Regions from separate parts of the Gossypium hirsutum genome. Here regions 2 and 3 are each linked to region 1. The links are chromatin contacts, called in public Hi-C maps. All regions are on one chromosome and are shown on one strand. Each heading gives the region's core, a stretch centred on a gene start, on an enhancer-like site or on the middle of the called end of the contact. The rest is flanking DNA. Distances are from core to core; before and after follow the strand shown.

What was found. A called contact is a pair of places that touch in the nucleus more often than the background predicts.
Region 2: a contact with region 1 is called in a Hi-C map of leaf, with 3 times the contacts expected there. The contact joins the promoter of LOC107948320 here to the promoter of LOC107948364 in region 1. A contact is called at or near these places in 2 of 34 Hi-C or Micro-C datasets (both in leaf).
Region 3: a contact with region 1 is called in a Hi-C map of leaf, with 2.2 times the contacts expected there. The contact joins the promoter of LOC107933797 here to the promoter of LOC107948364 in region 1. A contact is called at or near these places in 2 of 34 Hi-C or Micro-C datasets (both in leaf).

Annotation. Positions count from the first base shown.
Region 1 is chrA04:68,059,431-68,064,127 of Gossypium_hirsutum_v2.1, reverse strand. It overlaps LOC107948364 (CASP-like protein 5A1), which reads right to left and starts at 2,849. Exons shown (of 2, transcript XR_001697344.2): 1 at 2,261-2,849; 2 at 855-1,281. It overlaps LOC107948362, which reads left to right. Exons shown (of 4, transcript XM_016882869.2): 3 at 1-25; 4 at 341-781. The coding sequence ends at 418.
Region 2 is chrA04:68,687,036-68,691,732 of Gossypium_hirsutum_v2.1, reverse strand. LOC107948320 reads right to left here and starts at 2,445. Exons shown (of 2, transcript XR_001697331.2): 1 at 2,305-2,445; 2 at 640-2,039. It overlaps LOC107933779 (a long non-coding RNA gene), which reads left to right and starts at 1,261. Exons shown (of 2, transcript XR_001693706.2): 1 at 1,261-1,485; 2 at 1,741-1,945.
Region 3 is chrA04:68,670,577-68,675,273 of Gossypium_hirsutum_v2.1, reverse strand. It overlaps LOC107933797, which reads right to left and starts at 2,378. Exons shown (of 2, transcript XM_016866080.2): 1 at 2,004-2,378; 2 at 1,089-1,874. The coding sequence starts at 2,375. The coding sequence ends at 1,359. It overlaps LOC107933786 (polyubiquitin), which reads right to left. Exons shown (of 1, transcript XM_016866070.2): 1 at 4,074-4,697. The coding sequence ends at 4,218.

The DNA of each region.
Region 1 (4,697 bases), core at 1,600-4,099:
GGAAAAATTGATGCTGCTGCAAAAGGTAACTTTTACAATGCTGAAAGTTGTTTCTTTCTTGTTCTTCTGTTCTTATGACCACTATCCTGTATGTTTTATTTGTCATTCTTTGTATTCTTCTTCAATGGAAATGCTAGAACTAAGCCATTCGATCATGATTTTCCTATCCGGTTGTAAACTAAAATGAAAGTGAGACAGACTTCCTTATCACTAAGGAATCATTGAAAACTTTGTGAAACTGCAATCGATTTTGGTACAGTGCTTAAAAAATGGATTTGCCGAGCAAAATTAAGAATGCCTCAAATATGCCTTCTGTTATTAATATTTGCTATATTATCAGGAAAATGCTGTTTTACTCGAGCAAGTGGAAACGTTAAAAAATGAGCTTGTGGCAGAGAAACGGAGATGTCACACATAGTAGACAAACTTACAAAACTTCGCTCATATTTGGGTTGAGCACAACTTCACCTGACTCCTGTGCTTGCAACTAATTGGTTTGGCGTCTGCGGCTTCTCGAGTTATTCAAGTCTGGTGATGGAACTTTTTAAGTTGTTCTCTCCCTATGCATAATTTAGGCCTCGATTTTCATGTAATAGCCAATAGGTGTTTGAGGACTGGGAATTCTCTTTCCTTGGATGGTGGGTGGAGACTGGGATTAGTTTCTTACAGCTTGTTGATGCTCTATTACTAACTGTAACTACTTCCCATGCCTGCCGCCATTGAACTGATATGATAAAACTGATTGAATATTTTACATTGGAGTTGGAGCAGTACTCTGTTATCTTACTGTAGTTCATGAAATTTTATTTCAATTCAGATACTCAATTTCTTCAGACGAATTTGGTACAAAGGACTAAGCTTGAAGTTCAATAATCATTATCATTGAAAATCCATGATCAGTAGCCAACAAGTGTTAGGGATTGAGCGAATAGAGGGGTAGTAAGTAATTTATAATTTAAATACCCTGTTCCCTCAAAGATACAAGTATTGGAAGCCTAGCAAAAAATATATATACAGAGATGGTGTAATCAACAATACAGCAGATTGGAAAGTCTGCAAAAGGCTTACAGCAGAAGTGCAACACAATTATCAGTGGGAAGCCAATGACCATAAATTCAGCAGAAAGGATGGTGACATTGCAAACCAGCTGATGACGGCCATTGCTGTAGCTGTTTCAAACTTAGTGCAGTGATTCACACTACATTTATCAAGATCATTGTCAATCAAGACTGTTATGCCAGCTGATGCAGATGCAGCGGCAAATGTAAGTGTCGAAGTGATCTGCACCGAAACTGTCACCATTTTAATTCAACTACCAAATGAAGTAAATCTTACATCCCATTCAAAATAGCGAAACATCCCCACAGTCCACAGAGAGTGCAATGGCATCCTATAAATAATGTCATACTCCATTTCTAACACCTCTATTCACCAAAGCTTAGAATTTTCTTCCTTTTTTTTTTTTTTCCAAACTATCTGGAAAGTTCATTTGCAAAATCAGAATAACCAGCGATTAGTGAAATATACTACATCAGCAAGGTCTAAGTTAAAATTTTCAGGGGACTAGCAAATATGAGCCTATTTCTTTAACGATTTAAAGTATTACATTGGAGACAAACATTCGTAGGATAGTTTAACACACTATTAAAGAAAATATGGAACCACTTTAATGTAGCTTGTGAACAGATAAATGTTGTTTTCAATTCTGTACGCCCAAATAGTATGTTTCCCTATGCAACTTCGACCATGTCCAACGCATATTCGGCCATGGTATGAGGATATACCCTCCAAGAGTCCTCGAAAAAACTTCAATATTCAAAGTACCCGTACCCGTATCTGACACTCACTCGTCACTCCCCAGTAACATAGATCACTCGAGCCGAGCTCATCATATAACACTATATGCTCAGAACAGTTTAATTCAATTACAAAGGAAAAAAAAAAAAAAAGGCATCCCTTCATCAAAGTCTTGACATATCTCAAATGCATTTATTATATAAAATGTCGTATAAACATAGTAACCGTTTCCCCATATGTCAGGTTGAAAGATGCGAGAACTAAAGAAGAACTTGAAAGAAGCTTGTAGTTGATTTTAAAACTCAAACAAAAATTAGAAAAGTTTGGTGGATGGTGATGATCGAGACCAACAAATTGGATGTCATTTCAATAGCTAAAGTTTACAATCTATTGGGTGTTTGTATAAAGATTGAAACATAAATAAAAAATGAAAAGGAAATGAAATGAAAAAGGGGGTAATCACCAAAAAGCTGTGGCAGAGCGGAAGTCATTGGTGGTGGCCATGACAGAGACAGAAATGATGGAGAAAATGAACTGAGAAAGACGAAGAAAGAGGCCACCTTTAGTCCCAGGCATGCCTTGGATGTCCTTCATCCTTACTCTAGGACCGTGTACCGCCGCCTCCGTCATCGGTGGAGCCTCCACCGGGTGAACCGCCGGACGGCTCACGTTCATTGCTTCCCTTCCTCTTCATGGGAAAGTCAGGGATTTTTATAGAACTGAAAAAAAAAATCTAATATTTCATTAACTTTGCTTACAAAGTGAAGGGCGGAAAAGTCTGGGGTTGAGTTCCCTTCCCCCGTGTGTGCGGAGCTACTCAGCTCTCATTCACCCACTTTAGTTACAAAGTTTGAATCTGGGCCCTTAGTTTCATGAGAGAAGTGGGGTCTAATCTTAATCTACCATCAAAACGAAAGCACCATTGATTTGATCTCCTTAGAAAAAAGAAGGTCAAAATTCAAAGGGCATAAATGCTTTCTTTTTGGACCTGCAAATGGCAATGCAGATGGGGATTATAAATGCTTTTCTGCTGTACAATGCTTAACTTTATATCACTTTTTTTGAACAAATATTTACTCTTTACTTCTGCAACAGATATCGTTTTAGTTGTGGGTTTCAGTGTTTTGTTCTTGTTTTTTTATACATCATTAGTAACTCTTAACAAAAATAAATAAATAAAATTACAATTTCATTGTGATAGTTGTTTTCAACTTTTATATTTATTTTATCAAAATTACCATGATTTTATATAGACATTTTAGAAAAAATAAAATTTCAAAAATATTATTGCTGAAGAATTAATATGTTCAGAATTAAAAAAAAATTATCAATAGCAGATTAAAAACAAAATTAACAATAAGTAAAATTAACTATTTAATATTAATTCAAGTATTTTATTTTAATAGTTAACAATAATTTAAATTATTAAAAATTAATAAATTAACTTAAAAAAATTTTAATGCTATAAAGCCTTGAAATTTTAAATATATATAAAAAGAAAAAAGTAATCTTTTTATAAAAACTTGTTTCATTAATTTTTAATATTACATTAATTAACTTATTGTTGTTTTGTATTAAAATAAAATATTAAAAATATTTTTATTAAATCTTTTCTCAAATATTTTTAATTAGATTAAAATTGCATAGAAAAAATCATTAAAAAAATCAAACTTTAGTTATAAAATTCAATCAAACAAAATAAAGTGATAAGATTCAATATATAATTAAAGTTTTAGTTGATAAGTAGAATGAGAAATATTAATCATAAAAATTATAGAAATAAATTTCAATAATCACTAAAAGTAAAGTGAAAAATTTACACGTCAACCCATTAATATATGTTTAAAATTACAAGTATAATTACATCTGTAATTAAAAAAAATACATCTAAATAAATGTAATTAAAATTAGCCATTATAAAAAATGGAAAACTAGAATATATGCAAACTTATATAAAAATAAATCTATATAGAGTTTATATATGGTGGGGCTGAGATTCCATGTATGACACATAGGATCTTAAAATTTCAGGACCTCAACTTTCATTAAGCTAAGACATCATTAGTTGTAAGTTTATTTTTAAAAAATAACAATTCATGATAATTATATATTTTTTAATGAATAATTTATTATCAAGTAGATATTTATAAAAATCAAGATAAGTTTAATGTATTTTAGGATTTTAATAATCATTAAAAATAGAATTCTATATCATGTATACTTTTTATATCTATGAAGCATTGTAAATCATTTCCATTAATCAATAAAAATGCCTTTTTACTCTCTCTATTCTTTTAACCCACGAGCTATTATTATTTTATGTCAGGAAAATTATAAAAGTAATTTACGTCCAAGAAAAAAGCCACAAGATTTGAACCAAACACTCATTGGTACTTCAGATTTCCTTTAACCATTTAGGTATTTTATGATCTTTAAGCTTTTTATCAAGAAATTTATATAATTTTATTTGGTATGTTTTTTCTACTATTTCTTTTTTTTTATATAAAATTGTTCTTTAATCTTTCTTATGAAAGGAAAAAAAATATTTCAAGTTTTTCTTTTTTCTTTTTTTAAATTAAGGAGGTTTTGAGTTGTATTATACATTATATTTGAATAAAGAAAAGAATTGAAATTTAATTAAAATTGCAATGGAGTGTATTATTAACATGTTGTTGTTGATTAAAGGAAAATTCGATAGGATCTATTGATTCTTATTGACCTACCATTATTGAATGATCAGATTGATTTTATAACATATATGATATTAAAATTTGGAGCAGTGTGTATCGAATAACTTTAAACATTGTATATAAAAAATGGATTGTTTTATAAATTTTTTACTATTAGTTTATAAATGTTATTATGAAAGTAAAATTAGTATTTGTAAAAGAAATGATGAT
Region 2 (4,697 bases), core at 1,196-3,695, 630 kb before region 1:
AAAATGGTACTAATTCGATAATATTGTTAGTGTTTTGCGAAAATTAAATCAAATTAAAATTTCATGTATAAAATTAAACAAAATCAAAGTTCATGTACAACATTACACATTAGATCAAAATTCATGTATAGTTTTGATATTTATCCCTTAAAATAACTCAATATAATTTGTAATCTATTATTTAATTGAATACTTTATAAATTAATTTAACTCTAACTAATTTATTTTTAAAATTAAAAAAAATACTTGGGAATTGAAATCTATCTAGAGTTAATTTTCAAAACTACAAAATTTGTTTTTTTTCTTTTTAAAACTAATTTTATTTTTTTTATTATTTTAGATTTTCTTCAAATTAAGTTATTAATTATTTAAATAAAAAATATTTATATAATATTAAGGGTAGAGATGAGAGTAATATGGTTTAAACCTATGCTAAAAGTATATTTAAAAAAAAATATTTAACTATAGCTACATAAAAGTCAAGATTATTAAAAATATTTTTTAAAATAATAAAAATAATTATTTCATTGTTACCTCAACTGTTTTTTAAGGGAATCTGAGTTATTTTATTAATAATAATAAACTAGACTAAACAAAAAAATATATAATCAAAAGAAATCAAAACCCAATAGAAAAATCTGAACTAAACAAATTAAATAAATAATAACCAAACTTTTCCACTTAGCAAAGCATTCGAGAAATCTATCGTTTCCAAAGCCATACCCACTCTCCCTTTCCATGGAAAACCAAACAGCAACCTCTAATTCTAAGCAAAAAATCATACCGTCACCTCCTCCCTGATCTCAAATCGAGCCCCCCTAAGATCATCGATCTTCAAGGAAATCAACACGGCCAGTAAAAGCCACCAGCCTTCATACCCTCACCCCACGGCCTTCAATATCCTCCTCTCGTCAGAGCCCCCTTCAAATTCCTTGCGATACTATCAGAGAAGCATTTCCACCATTTCTTTCAACTTCCCCCAACTATTGCTCGCACCGATCGTTGTCCACCGCATCTCTCGCAAAATCCGACACACACCCCTCCAGATAAGTACTCCCCCTCTCTGGCTAGTATATGTGCAACTCTATTCGCATCTTTATGAACATGTCTAAATGAGCATCTTGTGAAACCTTCTGCTTTTTTTTTTTGCATCGTGTATATAAGCCCCTATAACCGAACCATTTTCATTGCAGGACCACATCCTTTTTGTCATCGACAAGGCGTCCCCTTCCACCAGCACTTCTCGAATCCCTAAAAATATCCCCCAAACCACTGCCTGGAGATATTCAAGGGCCTCTACTACAAAACTCGTAGGTATATGACGATTCACTATTGTCTTTGAACCCACCACTTGATCCTCCTAGTTTCTGGTTACAATCTCCGTGCAAGATCTCCTGTCATTTCCTTTAAACGCTGCATCAAAATTTACTTTAAGGAAAGAAGCCTCTAGAAGCCTCCATCGTTCACACTTCACCCTTTTAACAGGTAATTTCCTTTGTACCCCATTAACCTCTCTAATATAAGCCTCGACTATATGAATTATGTCTTGAGATAATATGATCCTTCTGTCATGTATTAGCCTGTTTCTGGTTGACCAAATATACCATAGAGTACAAATCACTGCTCTGCATGTAGTAGTAGAGAAAGAGGAAACAATATAATTAAGCCAATCCTGTAAAGAACTATTTGCAATATTATCAGGCCATTCAAGATCTAACTTTCTCCATATTTCTGCTACAGACGGATAGTCGCTAAAGATATGCTCAGAAGTTTCGACATCTCTTGTACATTTTGGGCACATTGCTGAACTTCGTATCCTCCTATTGTACAAATTGTAATAGCTAGGGATGTAATTTTTAAAAATTATCTATGTTGTAATTTTTATTTTCTCTGGTAAATTGATCTACCAGAGTTTTTTTATAAAAAGTTTTATAAGTATCACTCCTATCAGCAGCCACAACACTTTGAATTAAGATCTTATAGCCACTTCTTTCTGAAAAATCATTTGACGGCTCCTCCCCCCACCCCATCATGTCCTCCTGCGGATTCCCAACAATAAGAATACATCGGACCCTTTCAGCAATTTCCTCACCCAAATGCACTGTGAGTTTATGCAGGTTTTTTACAAAAATAGTACCCAAAAAAATAAAAAAACCAAAATAATATATTCAAGAAACTATGTACCAAAATGGTACATCTAGGGAGGTCACGCCTCTGTCATGGGCGGCACCACTCTAGTTCTTTTGACAAAAAAAAAACACAAATCACACAAATCTGTTAAAAAAACAGGATTTGACAACTCACCTGAGAGCACCAGTCACGCTTAGGGTGGAGGCAGCCATGGAAGAAGAAGAAGAAGAAGAGGGCGTCAGGAAAGGAAAGAAAGAAAGAAAAAAGAAAGAAGAGAGAGGGAATGAAAGAGAAAAATAAGGGAATAAATAAATAAATAAGAAAGTTTAGGGTTTAGAGAAGAATAATTAAACCCGCGTTTTAATTGCTATAGTTATTATTTCTTTTCCTTTTCTGGTTTTTTACAAGAATAATTAAAGTGTTAAAAATATAATTTTTTTGTTATATAATTTAATTTATTATTATTATTATTATGTTGATTTCATTGGAATTTAATTTTTAATTTTATTTTTATAAGGTATTATTTGGTTAAAAAGAGTTATTAAGGTATGTTTGTATTTATTTTATATTTTTATTGATTTATAATTTATTTTTAATGTTTATTGAAGTAAAAAAATCTATTTATGTTATGTACAAAGAATGTTTTATTTTTATATAATTTATTTGTTATGTGTGTTTTAGGTTGATTAGATATATTTTTTATGTAATTTAAATTATTTGGCATGTTATAATTATTTGTTGTAATTAATCATTACAAATTGGTTACTTATCTTGTATAATTAACCTGCAAAATATTACACTGTACTAAATTATGAGTTAAAAATTTATATCAACTTTTAAAATAACATAAAAAAATTTATACCGACTTTTAAAATAACAATACATACAATTATACATATAATATTTCTATTGAATAAACAAAGAGAAAAATAAAAATAAATAGTACAAATTTATAAACTTAAATATTTACATATACAAATAATATAGAAATATAAAAAAAAGAGAGGGAAGGAAAGAGAAAAATAAACTTAAATGTTACAAAATAAGGAAAAATAAATAAATAGAAAGGAAAGTTTAGGGTTTAATATTACAAATTTATAAACTTAAATATTTACAGATAATAATATTTCTATATTATTTGTATATGTAAATATTTAAGTTTATAAATTTGTAATATTTGTATAATAATATTTCTTTATTATTTGTATATACAAATTAAATTTTATAACAAAAAAAGATTACCTTTTAAAAATTTTAATTATTCTTCCCTAAACCTTAAACTTTCCTTTCTATTTATTTATTTTCCTCAATTTTCTCTTTCCTTCCCTCTCTATTCTTTCTTTCCTTTCTTGCCGCCCTCTTCTTCTTCTTCTTCTTCTTCTTCTTTTTCTTTTTCTTCTTCTTCCATGGCAACAACACTGGTGCCGCCTATGGGGAAGGCGTGACCGGTGCTAGGTGAGTTGTCAAATCCTTTTTTTAACAGATTTGTGTGATTTGTGTTTTTTTTTTGTCAAAAGACCTAGGGTGGTGCCGCCCATGACAGAGGCGTGACCACCCCAGATGTACCATTTTGGTACATAGTTTCTTGAATAAATTATTTTGGTATTTTTTATTTTTTTGGGTACTATTTCTGTAAAAAAACCTGAGTTTACGCTCATCCTACTGTCTTTCCTGAGGATTAATCAACTCAGACACTAACCAAATTGATAAGTTCCCTCCACATGGTTGTATTTTTCTTTCAGGCAACCTCAGAATCTAAATTCTCCCAAATTCTGGTATTGTTCCCAGAACCCACTCGCCATCACCGAATCCCGTTTGAAGCATTCCCTTAGCAACACAAATGCTCTTCTAGGTATATGATGGCTAAGTGCCTAGATTTGCACTCATAAAACCAGTAGTTGAATAATACTTTCCTTTAAGCGATTGCGCTAAAAGTGAATTTAAACATTTAATCAAACGCCACCCTTTTTTTGCAAGTAACACAGTATTATATTTTGCCAAATTTTTGAAACCCAACCCCCTATCCTCCCTTAGCTTACACAACTTCAACTACTCACACCAATGAATGCCCTTTCTTCCCCCATGCTTTTGCCACCAAAATTTGCTTATAATTCGTTTTAGGTCCAAGCAAAACGATGTTGGTAACAAAAAGCATGACATTGCAAAGGTAGGAATGGTTTGCAAAACACTTTTAATAAAGATCTCATTATCCCCTGTGACAAAGGTTTAACACACCAACTCACAATATAGCTTCTTAATAGATCCTTCAAAACTTAGAAAGTCCATCTTTTATTCCGACTCATCATGTTTGGTAAACCCAAATACTACTTTGAATTAGTAGAGGAACGAACACCAAGACATCCATCAATATCTCCACTATTATGCTCTTTAACATTTGCACTAAAATAAAAAACAAATTTCTCAAAATTAACACATTGGTCCGACGCATTCTCATATTCAACCAAGATTTACTTCAAAATTATAGCTCCATTTTCTGTTGCCTTTCCAAAAAGGAAACATTCAACCAAGATTTACTTCAAAATTATAGCTTCATTTTCTGTTGCCTT
Region 3 (4,697 bases), core at 1,129-3,628, 610 kb before region 1:
GCATCTTGTCCTGATGAGAGTGTAGTTTATGAAGCTTTAAACTTTGCATTGTCCTCTGAGGTATTAGAATTCCTAGTTCAAAACTTAGCAATTTGTCTTTTTATGAAAGACCAAATTTCCAATTTTCAATGTTGTTTAGGTTCGCAAACAAGATGATGTATTTGGACTTGCTGTATTTTATTTATATCTTTATATTTAATCTAATTTTTATTATTTATTTTAGTTTTGATTCTATTTTTTTTATTTTAATATTTAAGATAACTTGAGTTCTAACTTTTAGATTCTAATTGTGTTATTAATTTATTATTTTAAATTCTAAATTAAAATTCATCAATTTTTATATTTAGTTTTAAAGTTAAAATTTTCATAGAAAATTTAATTTAAACAGTAATTTTTTTTATTTATACTTAAAAATATATAGTTTGAAGTTCAAATTTCAAAAATAAAACATAATATAATATTTATCCTAAATAAATGTTTATTTAATTAAAATAATTTTTTTAAAGGTCATTTTTTTAACGGCGTTTTTGATAAAAGTGCCGCTAAAGGTCATACTTTTAGTGGCGTTTTAGGTAAAAGCGCCGCAAAAGGTCATGACCTTTAGCGGTGTTTGTGGGAAAGCGTTGCGAAAGGTCATGACCTTTAGCGACGTTTGTGGGAAAGCGGCGCTAAAGGTCATGACCTTTAGCGGTGTTTTTTTCACATAAACGTCACAAATTTTAGTGGCGTAATCTATATTGGCATTTTTTGCAGCGCTTATAAAAACGCCGCAAATTGTTTTAGCGGTGCTTATAAACCTAAAAAAATGCTGCTAAAAGTCTGTTAAATAAGATTTAAGAATGCCGGACAAATAATCATTATGAAAGAAAAAACCATTCCCCCCATGATTTGATATGTTAAACCTCACAGGAATACCATGGCCATATATGCATGGGCATGGACATTCTCAACATCAAATGCAGACAAAACTTGGGATAGAACAGTAGAAATGGAGCTAGCTCTTGGCGGATGTTAAAAGCCATGTTTCCTATTATTACTGTTTCTGATTCTTTCTCAACCCGGAACATGGTAGGACCATCATGATCATCTTCCTTTTTTGGTTTGCCTTATCTTTTCAGCAATTTGGATGACTCAATATAACAAAAGAAAAAGATCCTTTTTAAAGTTTTTTCCATTTATCCTAACCACTACTAGTAGTTAAAAATGGTGACAAAAAGAGCTTTTGGCTCATCTTTTATTTAGAGTACACTATCTTTTATGACTTTTTTATTACAAACTCCTCTTTTTACAGTTGCAGCTAGCTATAGACCTAGTTGTGTGGTAGATTTAGGTTCGAAGTTGGGATCTGCTCTCTTGTTTTATGAATCTTGTTGAACTACATATGCAACAGTTCTAGCCCAAAACTTGAGATGTTTCTTCATATCAGCAGCAGCAGAGACCCTTGGTACTCTTAGATTCAGCAAAGGAGAATCGGGTCTTTTAATCAGCCAAGCTTCTGATAAATATGGTCTTATAACACCTCTCTTCTCTTCTTGTTCAATATCATCGTCTTTAGATAGTTGGTCAGCATCAACATTGACTTCATTATGGATCCGTTTAGTTCTGGAAAATCCAAGTCTGAGCAAGCCGGGGATAACACTAATCATCCTGGCGTTCAAGTGCTCTTTTGTGAATACAAATCCAAGATCCATGAACCCTTTTACTTCTTCCAGTTCCAAGTCTTTCAAGCTCCTACAACTCGTGGATTTTTGCAGTTTGCATTGATGGTTAATCCTCTGATGTTTATGAGTCGATTGTGATGGAGAATGTGAACGACTAAGATTCCCTCTTCTTGATCTTTTCTTCAATTGTTTTTCCTCTTTTTTAGGATCATCCTAAGAATTTGATCACCATGAAAAACAACAGCAAAAATGAAACAAAAAATAAGAAACATATTTCAAGAGTGTTGAACTTGATGAGCATAGTTCTTTTTCATTCATTTTATTATTATTATTACTGTTTACCAGCGCTGGTATTTCTTGGTCTGCAACAGATGATAAAGAGAGGCTTGAAGATGATGAGCTTGTAGTGGTAGATTCTGAGAGGGGCTGCTTTGGTTCAAGGGGGAAATATGGTGAAAAGGGGTCTGGGAAAAGAATAATCTGTTGAAACCAGAGACGATCCATGGCTCCTACGAGACATAAAGAGAGGTTATTAGCCATTGAGAAAAAAGGGGGAGGGGGGAATACATGGAGGGAGAGAGGGTTATTTATCAGCATCAGTGTGGGGGTTGTATGGTGTTGAAAGAATAAGGAAAAGCATTGGAATATAGAAGTGGTGGAACCTTTGGGCAGTGGAAGATGTGGTGATGGCCATGGATTCATCCAACTCCACATCTTTTCGTAAGAGACCCATATACATGATATGGATACTATTTGTTGCAGTCATGTTGATTCTGTATGTCATAATAGTGGACCACCAAGGGGGACTCTAAACCAACCCAGGACAAGCAGGTGGTATCAACTCTCGTAATCGCCCATTGTCAAATATAATCTGCTTTCTAATTGAAGCTCCAATCAGGACAAATCATGGATAGTGAACCGAAATAATCCAGCAACTCATAACTCATGACTCACAAACGTCTCTTTAAACATTGCAATTAATATCCGCTTTATGTTAGCTTGAAGATTATATCTTCTGTACACACACAAATAATTAACGCAAATTATTTGAATATTAATTTAATATGTAATTTTATACATAAATTTTAATTTTGTATAATTTTATAAATGAAATTTTGATTTGGTTCAATTCTTATAAATTATTAATAATTATATTGATATAACATTATTTTATGTTTATATATTACATGCACAAATAATTATATTAATTCAATATAAAAATAAATTTATGAGTTTATTTTTTTAAATATGTTTTACTTAAATCAAAATTAAAATTTTGCGTATATATTTAAATTATAATTAAAATATCATATATAATTTTGGAATCTTTCTTTAATATTTTGATGTCATGAGCAAAAATCAATTAGGGCATTTGGTCTAGTAGTATGATTCTCGATTAGGGTGCGAGAGGTCCCGAGTTCAATTCTCGGAATGACCCTTTTTCTTTACGTTTTCCCAAGATTTTGGAATTTATGGCGGTTTAGATTAAGCAATTTCTACTGTAACTTGGAAGTTAGCCCAAAATGATCGTGAGCTTTAGACCTATGGCTTTTCATGGACTCATTAACTTTCCAAACTACTCTAAAAGTTAGTAGCTTTTTCTTTTTGCTTTCCATTTAATTTTCCTTGAAAATATAAAATGATAACTATTTATCAATATTTTTCATGATACCCATAAGTCAAGAAATTGGATTTTAAATCAATATGTTGGATAGGACTTACGATTTGAAATTGAGAAGAAGGGTTAATGGGTAGTCTCAGAAAAGAAAAACATGTATGTTCTTTGTGTCTAGAGTAGGAGTAGGCATTTCCAATGAAACAAAGTTGATATGGGTAGAAATATTAGCCTAAAATAGACACCACAAAAGTACTTTAGTCTTTCCATATTGAAACTTAATCAGCTGCATTGGCAACACAATAGAACTTCTCATTTCTCCAACTCCATCTGTACACATTATAAAAATTGTGTTTTGATTTTTCAGAGAACCTGCCTCTGTCTTTGTTGCAGAGCTTATGTACAGATATATGAAAATTTCATAACACACGTCTTGTTTTCCACAAAATAAAATCCAAGTCCTGAGTGTTCGAAGAACAAGAATAGTACTTGTTTTCAAGACCGAAGTTGATAAAACAAGTAGCAAATATGCTTAAGAGCTGCTTAAATATGAGATGATAAGTTCTACCTTTGTTTCTAAATCTTCATTGCTTTGATCCCTTTTTATGTCTTGCTTTGCAAGACATAAAAAACTATCAAGTAACATTTCATCTAATGCTGGCAGCCCAATCATGTGGTTCTTTGCTGTGTCAACACTGATTTTTTTTCTAATTTACAATACATTAAGCATCACAAATTACCCATTTCAACAGTGATCATTGCATTGAAAAGATTTGATTCAGCAATTAATTAGCAGATACGAAATCACCAAACTTTTATTCCAAACAGAAGGTTTACTTAGCTTAACATGTTACATTAAGAGATAAGAAAATAGGCACTTTCCTAAAGGCTTATTTGCGACCATCTTAAGCTAGAACAAAGACAAAAGAAGAATTAACTTCTCACTGCCCACCACGGAGACGAAGAACAAGGTGAAGGGTGGACTCTTTCTGAATGTTATAATCAGCTAAAGTCCTCCCATCCTCCAATTGCTTTCCAGCAAAGATGAGCCTTTGCTGATCTGGAGGGATACCTTCCTTGTCCTGAATCTTCGCCTTCACATTATCAATTGTATCCGAACTTTCCACCTCCAATGTGATTGTTTTCCCAGTCAATGTCTTAACGAAAATCTGCATGCCTCCACGAAGCCTCAAAACAAGGTGAAGGGTCGATTCCTTCTGGATGTTATAATCAGCCAAGGTCCTCCCATCCTCAAGCTGCTTCCCTGCAAAGATCAAACGTTGTTGGTCTGGTGGGATCCCTTCCTTGTCTTGAATCTTCGCCTTTACATTGTCGATGGTGTCCGAACTCTCCACCTCTAAGGTGATGGTCTTGCCAGTCAAGGTTTTCACGAAGATCTGCATGCCCCCGCGAAGACGGAG